Linked DNA regions of Mus musculus: region 1 is linked to region 2. A link is a contact called in public Hi-C data. All regions are on one chromosome and are shown on one strand. The core of a region is the stretch at or near the end of the contact, and the rest is flanking DNA. Distances in the headings are between cores, read along the strand shown. Region 1 overlaps Sorcs1 (sortilin-related VPS10 domain containing receptor 1). Region 2 overlaps Sorcs1 (sortilin-related VPS10 domain containing receptor 1).

The links. Hi-C and Micro-C count contacts between places; a contact is called where the count stands out from the background.
Region 1: a contact with region 2 is called in a Hi-C map of the 63-12 cell line, with 2.4 times the contacts expected there. The contact joins two enhancer-like sites. A contact is called at or near these places in 1 of 15 datasets of contacts at CTCF or cohesin (pro-B cells), 3 of 484 Hi-C or Micro-C datasets (the 63-12 cell line, Th1 cells and nephron progenitors), 1 of 115 datasets of contacts at active chromatin or transcription factors (astrocytes) and 1 of 9 other capture datasets (liver).

Annotation. Positions count from the first base shown.
Region 1 is chr19:50,340,518-50,343,331 of GRCm38.p6, reverse strand. The region is part of intron 3 of Sorcs1 (sortilin-related VPS10 domain containing receptor 1); the gene reads left to right. Among named protein-coding and RNA genes, the nearest start is that of Gm26629, 340 kb to the left of the region's middle. Within about 2 kb of position 1,446, at least 2 of the 459 cell types and tissues checked have an H3K27ac peak or open chromatin away from gene starts, as enhancers often do. A contact at or near this core is called in the 63-12 cell line, where this site is marked.
Region 2 is chr19:50,269,691-50,272,399 of GRCm38.p6, reverse strand. The region is part of intron 6 of Sorcs1 (sortilin-related VPS10 domain containing receptor 1); the gene reads left to right. Among named protein-coding and RNA genes, the nearest start is that of Gm26629, 410 kb to the left of the region's middle. Within about 2 kb of position 1,284, at least 9 of the 459 cell types and tissues checked have an H3K27ac peak or open chromatin away from gene starts, as enhancers often do. A contact at or near this core is called in the 63-12 cell line, where this site is marked.

The sequences.
Region 1 (2,814 bases), core at 197-2,696, 71 kb before region 2:
AATGTAGACTATTCTCCTTGAGAGTTCCTTCCCTAGTGATTCTATACCATATCAACTTGACAATAAACATAAAAAGCTAATCGTCTCAAGAAGTAAGCCAGAAATTCCTAGAACAACAGATGGTATATATTTACCCTGTCTTAAATGCACTAAAACAAGCCAAACCATGAGCTGTCTTTTGTACACTCACAGCAGCTCCTAAATAAAGATCAAACAACTTTTCAGATGGTGGTATCTTTATAGACTTATTCTCCCCATCATGACAATGAAACTTGGCCTGAAAATACGTTTTTACAGGCTTAAGGCAGATTGGCACACTTATAATTTAATTGTACTGACAATGACCTCATGAGAAATCATTGTTGGTAGGAACCCTAACCATTAAACCACACTGACGAGGTGTATGAAGAAATCATGTGGGAAGCAGAGCACCAACGTGCTGATAGCATGTGTGCCTGAAACGTAACTACCCCCAATTGGGCTGCTCATAGATTCTTGAACCCCAGGATCATAAGGAAAAAAAAATGCTTGCTTTTAACCCGCTAGTCTGAAGTATCCTGTTAACAGTAATGCATTTATAAAACAGATATTTCCCTTAAAAAACAAACAACTCTCCACCTTTTGTGCTGCTTCTGAAAGATGAAATTAGCCCAAGACACAGACAGACCTTTGGAAATGCAATCACAGTGCATAACTTCTTCAAAAGAGTTTTACCAATTGGTTCTGTAAGAAAGAGAAGGGAAAATGGAAAATCGACAGATAAACACATGATTATGCTCGGCAACATGGCCATTAAGCGTGTTCGCTCTTATTTCCTCTCAGAAGCAACTTGAAATGATCAAATGCCTGTCATGAAGTAATTGAAGGAAGAAGGACAATTTCCCATGAACTAGACCTCCTGGCTAGCAGGGGGCTCTAATTCCTCCATAATTTGTTCTTCCCCCCCATGTTCCTGAGGAGCAGCAGCAGCAGAAGGAATTCTCACTCCACTACTCCGCAGATCCTCTCTGAGAACCCCCTGGTGGTCTCCATAGTCTTTTCAGGAAAGCATTAACAGCCAAATATATTAGCAAGGCCACATGCTGCTGAAGCCTCGTTAATCTTCTGCAGTACACCCTGGAATTTATGCCACTTTACCACACTGCATTAATATAAGTAAAACTAAAATACACTTACCAGGACATTCGTGCAAGGAGAGGGATGAAGAGTGTGGCTACCTTCGTGACTGATTGGTAGAATCATTATGATTTATTAGTGTGGGCTCATTTCCTTGATTTTTCAACTTGATGTTTACTCAAAGGAAAACCAAGCACACACCTTCAGGGTTTCCCAGAAATGGTGTTGTCTTCATCTAACTCGGTGTCAAAGTGTGCGGAGACCTTTTCTTTCTTGCTCTCCTCTTCCCCACCTGCCTTAATCATTTCTAGTGGTATAAAAAGATTTCTCATCATTAAATGAACATCAATCCTTGTGAAGTTTCCTAAGAGCTAGGAAGGCAAATGCTTCTTTCTTGCATCACCATGGTTCCTTTTGAGAGCAGCTAACATTTTTAAATGATGTAGCCTTTTGGCAGTTATAGATCTTTGGAGATCTAAAAGAGAATTTATTCTGGGGTTTCTAATGTCCATGGAAATGTGTTCTGATTACATGTGAAACAGGGGGGGTATTGATATTCCATGAAATTTTAAGGTGGAACAAATATTACCAAATTATTTAATTGGTTTCTAAGTGACAGTAATAAAAATGCCCCCTGAAATTATATATTTACCTTTAAAATACTATGTTTAGGTTTGTAAACTAAATGATACACTCATAACCATTAATCAATATTATATATTACCTGGTGAGTTTTATACAAAAAGAGCTGTGCCATCAGCAAAATGAGATTATATTTTTCACATATAAATAACACACAGAATACATATATTAGGAAACCAGTTCTGCTTCTTTAAGAGCTAGCATGTAGGATTACTAATATTATCATTCGATCAAAGATTTTTATATCTGTTTCTCTTGCTTCTTTCTTTTCTATTTTTATGGTAAAACATAAAGTCATTCATGAGAGGAGAGATGTTTAATAGACAGGAAGCAAAGTGACTTGGGCTATTGTGGGAATTCTGACATAAGTTAAGATTGGATATTTTGCTTTATATCGAAGACTCCATTTCCTTTCTTCCGGAATACCCTGTTTTGGATGTATAGCATGTAATACCTAACACCTGTCATTGAGTGTCCCCATAACCTTGTCCCTTTATTGTGTCCTTTGTGTCCCACTGTGAACTATTCTTTCTCTCTATTCCTCTCCTATCTTTTCACTTTCTTCTTCCTTTCCTTCGTGCTCTTTTCTACAAATCAACTGTTCTTTTTCTTTATTTTTTTTTCATCAGAATCTATAGTTCTAAATCACCACTCATTATGAGGCAATCCATTGAATGCTCACACATTTACAAACAGTGTCCACCTTAGGTTGCATTGCTACTTACAAATTGTGTAACCCTGAGTCATTGCTGAGCCTAATCTCCTTTTTGTCAAATGGATAGAACAAGCTCTCTCAAAAGTAGTATCATATTTAGTACAATTGACCAGAATAGTGGTTTTTCAGTTGTAGCAGGGTGCCCCACACAAACTACATGTTCAGGAAATACCTACTTGTTTATTGTCACTGTCCTCATAAAGGCAAAACTATTCAAGGACCTATACCTTTAGAGCACTACATGACACATGAGAGAGAAAAGTTTCAAATATTTGACTCTGGACTGGACCCCTACTACTATTATTGCGATATAAATAACAGAGTTCCCAATGTTTCAGAGT
Region 2 (2,709 bases), core at 35-2,534:
AAGACAAAATGCCTAGATGGAGGCTTCTAACCTTAAAGTCAAATTTATATAGGATATGACCTTCTGCTAGGAATTGTTTTAACACTATTTACTTTTGAGTTCCCTGGACATCCAATATCTGCCATCATTGGCTAACTCCCATTGCTTAGAAGATAAGTGTCGAACATGTTTGAGATAACTCTTACCAAGGACATGCTGCCCGTGGTAGTTTGAATGAGAATGTTCCTCATCGGCTCATATATTTGAATGTTTGGTCTTAGTTAGTAGAACAATCTTAGAAGGATTAAGACATGTAGCCTTGCTGTTGGAGGTGAGTCCATGACCATCATGGTGGGGAGCATGGTGGCAGGAAGGCAGACATGATGTAAGATCAGAAGCTGAGCACTTACAACTGATACACAAGCAGGAGGCAATGGGAGAGGGAGAGGGAGAGAGTGAGAGACAGAGAAAGAGGCAGATAGACAGAGATGGAGAGAGAGAGAGAGAGAGAGAGAGAGAGAGAGAGAGATTGATTTTGTCCTTGATACTGAATTTTAAAAATCTCAAAGTCCACCCCCAGTGACTCTAAGGTTGAAGACTGGATCACTTCTATTGTCACTTGTCCCCTGACAGGACTCCCTTAGTACATAACAAGGAAAGAGTAGGCTAAGCACAGGTATCCCTTGCTGCCTCTTTCTTGGTTATTTGCTTTCTTATTATTGAAGGGACACCTACACAGAGTTTCACTATTTGCTCTTTATCAGATGTATGGTTTGTAAATATTTTCTTTCAGGCTTTAACTTATTTCTTACAGTAGCTGTTATTCTCTCTAACATAGAGAGGCTTTCTGGTTTTTTGCAGTTCTATGATTTCTTTTTGGCTTTGGAAAAATCTATGCTCAGACTAATGGTGTAAACAAACAAACAAACAAACAAACAAAAATCCCTGTTGTAAATATATCTTTCATTATCCAGATGTAATTGTCACCTCAGAGGCTTACTGCTGAATAAGCTCATCCTCTCTAGTTCGTTCTGAACTCTGGCTGGCTGGTTCACCTCAGCTCTTCTGGCTCCAACTCTTCTCCAAGCTGACTGAATCAACCTGGCTTCTCTCAGTCTCTTATTGAATTGCTCTGCTTGGCCTCAAATGAACTCTGGAAATTTGTTCTGATTTTCTGGCTCCTTCTATTTTCTAGCTTCATCTGCCTCTGCTGACTTGCGCTGAGCTTCAGGGACTCACGAAATTAACTGCTCTCCACTGAACAGCACTCACTGCAGTAACTCCCAATCGACTGATCTTCTCTCCCCGCACTGATCTTTTCTGTACTGTTCATGTGAAAGTTGGGCCTATTCTACTCATCATCTTGTCTGTCCCTCAGTTAAAAATTACTTTCAAACTAAGCTTCTTCTTTCTACAAACTAATTTTACCTTAAAGGTGTGTACTAAGGGAGTGTCTGTATTTCAACTGGAGGGATTAAAGGTTGGCATGTCTGCATTCCAGCTAGAACACATAAACCTAGGTCTTTGGATGTGATTCCCTTACCAGAATAGCCATGTTGCTGGATTAAAATCTACACCTGTAGTTTCTTCTAGTATTTTTATTGTATCAGTGTAGAACCCAAAATAAATTCAAGACTACCTAGCCCTTTCCCCCTCTGAAGGGACTTTCCAAACTATATAGTATAGGGGTCAAAAAGACCAGACTAAGCCTGCAGCTTCCACAACAAGATTAGCAGTTCCCAGAAAAATTCTCCTACCCTGCCCCACACTGAATTCTGAGAAAAACCACAAACTGCCCCGACCTTGTCTCTAGAATTCCCCATGACGTTAATAGTTGTGATGTTAATAGCTGAACCATAACTTCAAAATGTACTGCTGCTTTGTTGAATAACCCACCATAAGGGCAGGCAGAGTGAGTCACTAGGCCAAAGGTACAAACCAACCAATGCCTGAAAAGGTTACTTGCTACACAAATTAGAATCAGCCAGCTAGCCCTGTTGCCTGAATCTGCCCCTTACACGGTATAAAAAGTGTTTTCTTTGTTTGTTAGGAGTCTCTCCTCTTGCCTGAATGCTGGGGGGGGGGGGTCCCAATGCATTGGATCAATAAAAATCCTCTTTCAGTTTGCAGTGATGGCAGTCTCTGTAATCTTTGTGAATGAGGGTCTTTTGGTGGACTCCAACATCAGTACTAACATTGAAATCTTCACTCAGGATGATACCCTCCAGGTCCATCCATTTGCCTAGGAATTTCATAAATTCATTGTTTTAAATAGCTGAGTAGTACTTCATTGTGTAAATGTACCACATTTTCTGTATCCATTTCTCTGTTGAGGGGCATCTGGGTTCTTTCCAGCTTCTGGCTGTTATAAATAAGGCTGCTATGAACATAGTGGAGCATGTTTCCTTCTTACCGGTTGGGACATCTTCTGGATATATGCCCAGGAGAGTTATTGCTGGATCCTCCGATAGTACTATGTCCAATTTTCTGAGGAACCGCCAGACTGATTTCCCGAGTGGTTGTACAAGCCTGCAATCCCACCAGCAATGGAGGAGTGTTCCTCTTTCTCCACATCCTCACCTGAATTTTTTATCTTAGCCATTCTGACTAGTGTGAGGTGGACTCTCAGGGTTGTTTTGATTTGCATTTCCCTGATGATTAAGGATACTGAACATTTTTTCCAAGTGCTTCTCAGCCATTTAGTATTCCTCAGGTGAGAATTCTTTGTTT